2 separate regions of the Strix aluco genome follow, and region 2 is linked to region 1. A link is a contact called in public Hi-C data. All regions are on one chromosome and are shown on one strand. Each heading gives the region's core, a stretch centred on a gene start, on an enhancer-like site or on the middle of the called end of the contact. The rest is flanking DNA. Distances are from core to core; before and after follow the strand shown. Region 1 holds the start of ZNF131 (zinc finger protein 131). Region 2 holds the start of NNT (nicotinamide nucleotide transhydrogenase).

Region 1 (5,219 bases), core at 914-3,413:
TATTTTCACTATAAAACACACTCTTTTTTTGCATCTCGGAAAGACTGGCTCATGCAGAAGTCATTTTGCCAAGAGTACGAAAAAAGAAGAGCTGAAGCAACTGCTTATGGAAGTCTAGCTCTACCTGCTGTTATTGCTTTGCCAAGGAGATGCTGAAATACCTATCAGGGTCTTAAAAGGGATAGAGGAGACCAGCCTGTGGGGGCAAGGGAGAAGGTGAGGTAGAAGGGAACAGGTGCTGCTGCTGTATTCACTTCACCTCATTTGTAACGATGGGTCTAAGAGAGGTGACGAGCAGCTCCTGCCTTTCTTCCATCATCTGGTATTCCCCATACAAGTCTTATGTGGGAAGTTGTCAGCCATTTACTTCACTGTTTAATTCTTCTTGACCATTCTTGACACATCACAAAAGGACAGATGACTCGCAGTTAAAAGCATAACTCCTTAAAAGTTAAAACAAACAAAATTTTAACCTCCAACTCTCATGATTTCCACCTACACAAATGCAATTTACTTCCAAATTGAATATTTGTAGGGATATCTTACTAAAACACCCCTCAAAATAAGAGGGTAACCTTCCCCCTACCTGAGAAATTTAAAAAAGATTCTCTCAGAACACTTAAATAACATGAATAAGAAAACATACAACTTATGATAGTTTGTTGGCATGAATTACAAAAAATGTGCATTTACTGTTTATCTAAATGCAGTTGCAGCACTCATTGAGTATTCTCATTATAAAAACTCAGCGTTATTGCAGAAAAAAGCCCAACAGGACAGCATATATTCTATAAGAGCATGACTACTTTGGAGGAAGAAGTGAAAGGTACAGTTGGGAAAACCAAGAAGCCAAGGAAGGCAGGCAGAAGTGATCCAAGTTGCCACTTAAAAGTAGGCTCAGATGAGTGATGGAAACTGGACTACTTCAGTTGTTTACTTTGATATTTTTAGAAGATGCAGCCAACTACTGACAAGTTTATCGGTTTGTAAAGATGGATGCATCTCACATGATATGCATGCGACTTGCAGATGTTTTTATAAATCTACCAGAAGGAAGCCATCTTATTATTATCCTGGACTGCACTACAACAGGAACTCCTTGTATTTTAAGAATGACATTTGTTTTCTTTGCCTGCACAGATCATACACGAATGCAGCCAGTCAGAGCAGCGTTATGGCAATTGAGATGACCCGGAGGAGCAGACCGAACACCGGCCCAACCACCGCCACCTGCAGCCATCTCAGGGAAGGGCGATCTGAGAGGTGCCTGGCGGGCTACAGCAGTGGTTGCTTCCAGGGAACACACAAGTGAGAACTTCTTGTGCATTTCGCTGCGTATTTTCTCCCAAACATAACAACCGCAGAACGGGGACACGAGCTAGCCCCTCGGTCCCCTCAGCCACAGACCAGGCCTCCCTGACGCGGTGGCGGCCCAGCCCGACACCGGCAGCCGCGCTGCTGGGGGGCGGCAGAGGCCTTTCACCACCCACAGCGGTCACGAGGCGGCCCCGCCCCCCGGCAGCCCCCACCCGCCGCCCTAGGGCTCCGCCGAGCTCTCGCAGGCCCCGCCCCCACCGAGCCCCGGTGGCCGCGCGCGCGTCCCGCGGGCTTCAGCCCTCGCGCCCCGTAGCCAGCCACAGCCTCCCGCAGCCCAACCGCGGCCCCATTGGCGAGCGCTGATGGCAGTCAGCGCGACCTTCGCCAATCGTAAGGCGGCGGCTCAGCCCGCCCCAGGCGGGAGAGCCAATGAGCGCCCGCCGAGTCCCAGGAGCGGGAGAAGGCGGAAGGCCTAGACAGCGCCGAGTGCCCGCCGGGCACAGGCGCCCCGACAGCGGTGCGGGCGGCCGCCGGCGGGAGCGGGTGTCCCACGGGGGTACCCCCGGGGAAGGGACCGGGCCGGTGCCGGCCCGAGCCGTGCGTTTGGCATCAACGCCGCCTCGCTAGTCCTTATTACGTCATCAAAGCGCGCATTAAATCGATCCCTTTTCAATTCCCGGCCAGGTCGCGCCCCGGCGGCGCGGCGCCCCGCGGGGTGGGGAGGCGGTTCCGCTAGGTACTCACCGCGAGGAGCCCCTCGCCCCGCCGCGCCCGCTCCGCCGTTACCGCTTCCTGCTCCCTAGCGCGCTGGAAAGCGGGGCGCGTGCCGGCCAATCGCGACTCGCATTCCCGGCCTGCACCGCGCCAAGGAAGTGACGCAGAGGGTCACCTTTCACACGCCGGGGCGCGCGGGGGGCGGGGCCTGGCGGCCCGGTGCACTCTGGGAGCTGTGGCCCGCGTGGGTGCGCCCGCGGGCGGGGAGCGGTCGCCAGGGGTGGGCGGCGCCGCTGCCGTGAGGAGCCGCGGCCGGGGCGGGCCAGAGGCAGGCCTCTCCCGCGCACTCCCCCGCCTTCCCCCAGCGCTGGCACCCCTGGTGCCGCTGAGGAGGATGCGGCGTCTATATGTGGCGGGGCTGCCGCGGGAAGCGGCGGCTGTGGCCGTCGGCTTGGAGTCGCTTCGGGCCGGAGCAGTGCCGGGAGCCTCGGCGGCGGGCGGCCACCCCGCCCGGCAGGAGGGCTGGCGGCGGCAGCGGCCGTCGCGGCTGGCTGGCGCCCGCCGGAGCACAGCGTGGCGGCGGGGAGGCGGCCTCGGCTCTTCCGGCCCCCGGAGGGGCACCGGCTGCTTTCCGACGGTGGAGGGAAAGCGCAATTACATTCACCATTAGGATAACATTAAACCCCGCGTTGCGCCCAGGCAGTCGGCGCGTTCGCGGGTTTCAGCCGTGAACCGGCGAGTCGGTGCCAATGCCTCCGTAGGGCGGTGCCGGGTGGCGCCAGGCACGCGTGGTGCGTCCCGCTCGCCGAAGGGAAACGCGCGTCTCTCCTCTCCGAGACGGGCTTCGTAGCCGCGTTGCTGCGAGCGAGCGGCGGCGTTCCGTGGTGTGGCGCGCACCGCGGTGTTTTTCTTTTATAATTTAAAATAGTGCTCGAGTATCATGAACTGGTGTAAAGAGCCGCACTGAAATACCGCCCTGCAAGGCTGCCGTTCCTTTCCGTGGCGCCGCCTCTGCCCCAGCTCCGAGTCCCCACAAGCTGAAGAAGAAAACGACGGAGCAGCGCGTCACGGAGCTCCAACAGAGCTGCTGTGTTATTTGGCTGAGGCGCCTGAGGAGAAAATAACGAGCGGCAGTGGCTGCCACCAGCCCCTCAGCTATCCTGTCTGGCCGCTGGCAACCTGAAACGCAGGTTTCTCTTCTAGGCCAGAGTCTTCAGGGGCATCCCTAGTCAGGCAGGCTTGGATGAAAACATACTCATCCAAATAAACCAGTATAATAATTTGTCAAAACAGACACAATGATCGTCCCTTTGACAGCTTCTATGTCAACCATGACAGCAGAAAAGCTGCTGTATGCAATGGCTGTGTGTTCTTACAAGCTTGCCCATGCAATTTCTGTGAGTGAACTTGTTTATGAACTCCCATCACTTTTCCCTGGTGCCGATGTACATGATTAGTTTTGCCGTGTTCATTCTCCACTAAAAGGGTAAATGCCTATTAAAGCAGCTGTTCAGCATAGAAATCCTACATCAGCCAAAACGTAAATGATAGACATTCAGTCAAGTTCAAATTAATTTTTATATACTCTTTAATACATAAACTCCTAAGATTCTGCACAGTGTTTTATAATACAGTAACACAAGAAAGCTTTATCAATAGTGACAGTTTGTAACAATATAAGAAAGTTTGAAGTCAAATTTATGTCCCCTATGTTTCCACATATTGCTTAATGGCCTTGCTAATGTAGCAATACCATTGTTCTTGTTAGTAGATCTGCTCAGACAATTGTCTATCCAGGAGTCGTCTGCCACACCTGTTCTTGTTTTCTGGTATGGGGCAGTAGATGAGGAATGTTGATGCCTCCTCCATTTAGAAACTATAAAGGCTTGCATTAAACCATTGTAGGTCTAATTTTCAGTTGAGGAACTGTACGACCAATAGCTTGTAATTTAAAATGAAATATTGCTAAAGTTACAGCTATAGGACCAAAGTACAACACAAGAATTAAAAATTTCCATTCCAGCACCTTCTACCTATCCAGAAAAGGTCGGTGGTTAGCTTATTTTTCATTAATTTATGGGTTTTTTTCTGACCATTTGCTGTTTTCCATGGCATTTTCCATAATGTTTGTTTCTTTACTTTTTTCCTGTGTCTTCACTCTTCTAATTGTACTGTCAGGTTAGATGGGAGCTTTTAAATGAATGGTTCATAATTCTAATAGCTTTTCAAATATAAGATTAGACTTACTGACTGAGCTATAACTTTTCAGGTTCTCCTTTTCCTCTCTTAGAGATGGGTGTGGTTTCCCAGCACTACCTCTAGGATTTCTGAGAGTTATGTTACAAAACAATGTAATTTAGTTATCAGTCTCAAAATAACCTGGTTTATAGTCCGTTTTATTTACATGAGGAAAAAATGTTAAGCAAACATCCAAATGACCTTTATCAGTATCTCTAGTTCAACTCATATTAGCCATTTGTATGGCTAAAAATTCCCTGTGTTTTTTCCCTTTTCCAGAATCACCTCAGTGACACTTTGAAGAAATCTGTATTCATTAAGATAACGTGATAAGCCTTCTGGACACAACATTCAGTCCAAATTTGGGAATAATACCAAAGCATAGGTGTTCCCTTCCATAGGTGTTCTGGGTTTCTTATGGTAATGTTGAAGAAGGCAGAGAACATCCAGCCAGACTGACTGAGTATTGGTAGCCCCTCCCAGGGAGAGCTGTGAAGTAGCAAACAGACAAAAATGAACACTAAACTAATCATAGAGAAGTGTGAATCATACATTTCCCTTCTTTATTAAAGAAAACCCCTCTTGCCTGAAGAAATGAAGGAATTTATAAACTGCAGATGTAAAACCAAGAAGTCAGAAGGCATGCTTAGGTGCAGGATTGAGTAGAGAACTATTTTCCAAAAGCAGTTAATTCAGATTATAAATGAAGGCCAAAAGGGACCATTAGCTTATATAGTGCAAGGCTATCCACCTAGCAGCCTGTGACCTACACCCAACTTGCTGGCGAGTTCTGACTGGCTCCCCAAATAGTTTTGAAAGCTGCTTAGTGCACTCGTTACACACCCAGATCTCCCACCATGTTGTCCCACATCAGAACCAAATGATTCACCCAAGGAGGTGCAGAATTCAGATAGCTACAATGTGGCCTTCTCTGGTTTCTTCTATTAAAC
Region 2 (5,219 bases), core at 729-3,228, 170 kb before region 1:
CCCCCATTCCTCCCTCCTTTTTTTCCTGAAAATACCTGAACCTGTCCATTATCTGCACTAACATGTAATTAGTGCAAATATACCAACAAACCCTACACATGAAGATGCAGATCAAAAGTTATCCAAGGCGGTACAACGTAAGAGTTTCCTGAAAAAAAGTTAACAGATTTTTTTAGATGGCATAATTACACCTACATATAGCCATGTTTGCAGATGCTGTCTTGGTGAGGGCTGTATTTTCCCCTGCATGCACACAAAGAGTTGCACTACCAAAACTCATGGGGAACTCGGGCTTTTAACTTAGAAAAACATTTGTTTAAATACTTCCTCAAGCAAGGTGCCAGCAGGAGCTTTGATCCCCCACCCATAAAAACTATTTGAATCCAAAGCATTCGTAATAAACACAAACACCTTCTGCATAAGCCCTTTAAAACCCGTGTAAATTTATACTGCAACTGACTCAAGTATACTGTTGACATCATTTAAGAACATTCTTTTTTAAGTCTTTTCTGTACCAATGCCTACCTGAAAGAAAAATTCAAGCTATCTTCATGTTTTGACATAAAAGATTATTTACAATAGTTTAATCAATTTACCTGGCTTTGGAGCTGCCTGAGACGTGAGCATCTGGTGGGTTCTAAACATTCGCAAACATGGCATCTTTGCAGAACGCATCTTAGGTGGTAACACATTGCCAAAACCAGGGGTTAAGCACCCATTAACAGCAATACGCAGAAGGCTTGCCATTTCACCCAGACCTCACAGCAGACTCCTTGCCACGTATGGAATCTCTGCTGCACGCGGGAAAACAAAGCAAGAATTGTTAATGATACTAGACAGAAGGTATGTAAACTCAGCAGCTTAAGCCTGGTCGACTGCCAGTAGCCATGAGATGATCATTTCTCCCCACCTTTTCTTTCTAGCTAGAAAACAAACTCCACTTTTTTTTCAAACTGAGCAAGACAACTATCAAACTGAAGTAACAAGCCCATGGGAGGACTGACATTACAAGCTCACCTAGAGGTCATATTTCTGTGACTCAAGATCATATTCTCTTTGCACCGTTGCTCTAAACAAGCAATTCTGACACGGGAAAACCTCCTGCGCCCCAAGGAACCAGACAAACACTTCTAATAATCCCAGGCAGAGATCCCAAAGGAGTTACCCGATCGGGACCACCGCCTGCGGGCGCTCAGGAGACCTACCAAAGCCGGCACTCGCAGTGGGACGAGCGGAGCAGCGGGGAGCGGGCAGGGGAGCCGGGCCGCCCTCGCTAGCAGGTGGCTGCCGGCGGAAGGAAGACTCTTCGCCCTGAATCCCACCGTCCGCTGGGCTCTAACGCGCCGTTCTGTCCCGTCCCTTCTCACGGCGGCGGCTCACCGCTCCCCGCCGGCCCGGCCCACAAGGCAGGGGCCCCGTTTCGCTCCCGCCGCTATTTATAGCCCGCAGCCACCGACTGACCTTGGGCAGCCGGCTCGCCCTCCGCGGCCCGGGCCCACCGCCCCCCGCCGCCACAAGGGCCGGCAGCCATCGCGCCCGCCCAGGGGGAAGCCCAGCAGCCGCCACCTCTCTGCTCTCCACCTGGGAGCGCTCCCGAGGGCCCCTTCCCGCGCCACCTGCCTTCTCCGCACGTCCTTCCTCCCACACGTCCGCCCTTCCTCGCACACGCCCGTCCTTCCTCCCACACGTCCTTCCTCCCTCCCACCCGCCCTTCCTCCCGGGCGCTGCGAGAGCGGGACACCGCAGCCTTCTCCTCAGCAACGGCCGCCCGCCGCCTGCGTGGGAAGGCAATCGGAGGAGGTGGTGGTAGTGGTGCTGCTGCCGCCGCCGCCGCCGCGCACACCCCCCCCCCGCCGTACCCACCAGCCGCGCCGTCGGCGCCGGCCCCGCCGCGGCACTGACCGACCTTGGGGCGAGGCGGCGCGAGAGTCCCGCCGTGGGGCGGGGCGGGACGCGGCGTGGGCGGGGCGGGGCCGCCCGCCAACCCGGAAGGAGTGAGGGGAAGGCGGAGGTCGGCGCCGCGGCGTCACGCGGCGTCCCTGTCCCCGCTCTGGAAGGGGGCGGCGGGGGGCGTCTGTCACGTGGCGCCCGTCACGTGGCGCCCGTGTGCCGCCGGCGGCTCGCGCCTCGGGCGCCCGCGTGCGGCTGAGGGGCGGCCGGGCGGCTCCCCCCGCGGCGGTCCGACCCGCCGGTCCTGCGCTCTGCCCGGTGCCGGCGAGGGGGTTCCCGAGGGAAGCTGAGGTATCGCTGCCGGGGCTGAAGTCGTCGCAGCCGTTGCGGGAGCCCTTCAGGTGCTGGGCGCTGGCAGCGGGCGGGCACAAGCAGCCGCTGGCGCGTTCGTCCCTCAGCCGTGGCGGGCCGCCAGTGACTGGGGTGAGGAGGCGAAGGTCGAGGCGGCCGTGTTGCGGAGAGACTTCCCGAATCGTGGTTGTTTAGCGTGGGGAAACGCCACAGCATATAGGTGGTATCTTCTTTATTATTGTCGTTATTTCTTGAAACGTGTAGTAAAGCAATGATCTGGTGTGAGTGTTGGACGTAGAGTGGTAGATATAAAACGGGGATAGCAAAGGGGAACTCTAGCAACTGTATAAATAATGTATGAATCCGTAAAGAGAACACGCTATTAAAGAGACAGCTCACAAAGGACAACTTGCTGGGTTGCCTGTTGCCTTTATATCTTCTCGTTTCACACGCTCTGTAGTTTCTAGGTATGACTTAGGCAATTTTTAAAATTTTTACATCTGTGTAATTGCTCATGCAAAATCGCCAGAGATGTCACACAGCTTCCAGTCTCACAACTCATTGATTATGACTACAAGTGAAGTTAAAACACTGAAAACATTAGTCTCTGAGAGCAATTAATAGGTTACTCTACTACTAGATGTTTGGGAGATTACTGTGCTTTTAAATAAATTTGTGGGAAAGATTCTGTTTAGAGTTACAGCTTATGTGCTAATAATATGTGTTTTATGTTTTGGGCTCAATAACCATTGACTAGGGCAACGACATGCCTCATCAGTATGATAGGGATCAGCATAATTGCAATTATTAAAAACACATTCAGTTTTAAAAGATAGAACCAGCCCTCTCCATTTTTCTAGTTAGAAATATGTTTTCAGCATAAAAATAAAAAAAATATGTAAAAGCACTTGTGTTCTGAATAGTGACAAAGTAGCAGCTGCTGTTTTCTCAGTACCAAGCACTGCTGGTGTGTGCACTACTGCTACTGAATTAAGTTTTAGGCTATAAGGTAGCATGCTTAGGACAAAACAGGTAACTCCTCTAATGGATATTTATAAGTGGTCATAACTGTGTTTGGTGGAAGTTCTGATCCAGTCATTGGGTGTTTAGGATGTGTCTTGCTAGCGTAAGTAGCTCAGGTTTTCTGCTGTTTGGCCTCAGAGGATTGAAGTAATTGACAGCACTTCAGGTACTTGGGCTGGAACATTGTAAGCACAATTTTAGGCATTGTCTAAAGGGGTTGACTATTGTAGGTAGTACTTGGAGATTGTAATTTTGGATTTAACTGCCTGATTCTTTTTTAAATTTTTGTTTTAGGTGTCTAAACTGGGGAGGAGAAATTGGGTTCCCAATCAAACACAGCTGCTCTCATGCAAACTTCAGTAGCGCATCTGTAATGAAAAGATGGATCTGGAATCACATTCCACTCTAAACGGTAAGTAGTTGCCAAACAATCATTAAATTAAGATAATATGGAACATCTGCTAAGTGAGAAGAATTCACATTTATCACCAAGGGTTAAAAGTTGTCCGGTTCAATAATGATAACCTGAGGCATTTAATTCCTCGTAGGAGTATACCTTAAAGAATGAGATTTGCTTCCTTGAAAGACTGGCATACTAAAAAGTGATACCAGCATATAGTGGTGATTTTCTTAAAGCCTCAGGATCCTGAGACCAGTGATTTGAGAATTTCAACTTCCTTTTTCACAACAGTGTAAGCTTTTCATTCTCCTGTTGGTAAGGTATAGTCAACAGATGTGACCAGAGGCTTTCAAACTGGATCCGAAATAACACAGAAACAGTGAAGATTTTTAATATAGTTATTTTAGTAGCTGATTTGTGATCTTTAAAGGGTTGGCAGTACTGCTTAAATCTAGTTTTGACAACTGTTTACACAAGTCTTCTGATTTTTTTGAAGACTCATCAAAATCTACACTTGCTGTCATTTCAGTTGGAGAGTATAGGTTTGTTAGTTTATCACTCCTCACTTTCAGTAAGGGTTGCCTAGGAATAGTTTTCCCATAAGCCTAATTAATTTTAACTGTGTCACCTTTACTGTCTGGCCAACTTTGTATCTCACCAAAAATCAGTCCAATTCATGCCTTGGGGAAGTAACAAATATTTTACACCCTACCCCCCTTATTAATTAAAAATGGTAAAATGTAATAATAACCCAAAGAGGAATGTTACTTCTAAAGGCACCACTTTACAATGCAATTGGATTCTTTTTAAATATGAGACAGTGCTATTCTCATTTTTTTTATAGTGTTTCAATACATACTTGCATATTTTTTCATCCCCTCATGAGTGATGAACAGAGTTTGACCCAACACCACACAAGCTGTGGCTTTGGCTATGGAAGGAGCAGGTAGTGAGGGAGATGAAATGCAAACGTCCCCAGCAGAGGATCAGCTGAGGTGTGCTCAGGGCACCCCGGATATCCGTTACTGTCCTCACCTTGAAAGCTGATTGTGATCGGGAGTTTGCAAAGCTAGTAGAGCAAGATGCTGGACTGAAATTGAACAAAAATTGGTGAATTAAATTGTGAATTGAATAATTTTCGGTTAATGAGATAATATTAGCAAAATGCATTATGTGGCCAGCCTCCCTCAGTTAGTTCCTGTCAGCATGGAAGGTTTTAAAAATTAAATCAGAGAGCATTTGTTATCACGTCATGCGTAAATTATACGTGAAAATACATTATTCTGAACAAAAGCATTTATATTAGATAGCCCTAACAGTGCAGTAATATTGTCACGTTGGAGGCTTAACTTCGTTGGCTTAAATTTAGAATCAGGTCCGCAGCTTTTACACACAAACCCCGTTCACGTGGAAGAGGCAGTCCAGGCACGGTGTCGCGTGGAGCACCTGTAGCTGCAGGTCTCCCACTAAGCGCAGCTGCAGCCTCGGGCCTGTTATGGCCGCCTCGCACCGTTCGTTCCTGTAGGGAAGCAATAACAGGGGGATCCTGACTTTC

What was found. A called contact is a pair of places that touch in the nucleus more often than the background predicts.
Region 2: a contact with region 1 is called in a Hi-C map of heart, with 6 times the contacts expected there. The contact joins the promoter of NNT here to the promoter of ZNF131 in region 1. A contact is called at or near these places in 2 of 2 Hi-C or Micro-C datasets (brain and heart).

What each region holds. Positions count from the first base shown.
Region 1 is chrZ:79,306,616-79,311,834 of bStrAlu1.hap1, reverse strand. ZNF131 (zinc finger protein 131) reads right to left here and starts at 2,163. Exons shown (of 9, transcript XM_074812721.1): 1 at 2,062-2,163; 2 at 260-443. The coding sequence starts at 319.
Region 2 is chrZ:79,473,985-79,479,203 of bStrAlu1.hap1, reverse strand. It overlaps NNT (nicotinamide nucleotide transhydrogenase), which reads right to left and starts at 1,978. Exons shown (of 22, transcript XM_074813339.1): 1 at 1,864-1,978; 2 at 597-794. The coding sequence starts at 747. It overlaps PAIP1 (poly(A) binding protein interacting protein 1), which reads left to right and starts at 2,097. Exons shown (of 12, transcript XM_074813348.1): 1 at 2,097-2,461; 2 at 3,559-3,676. The coding sequence starts at 3,646.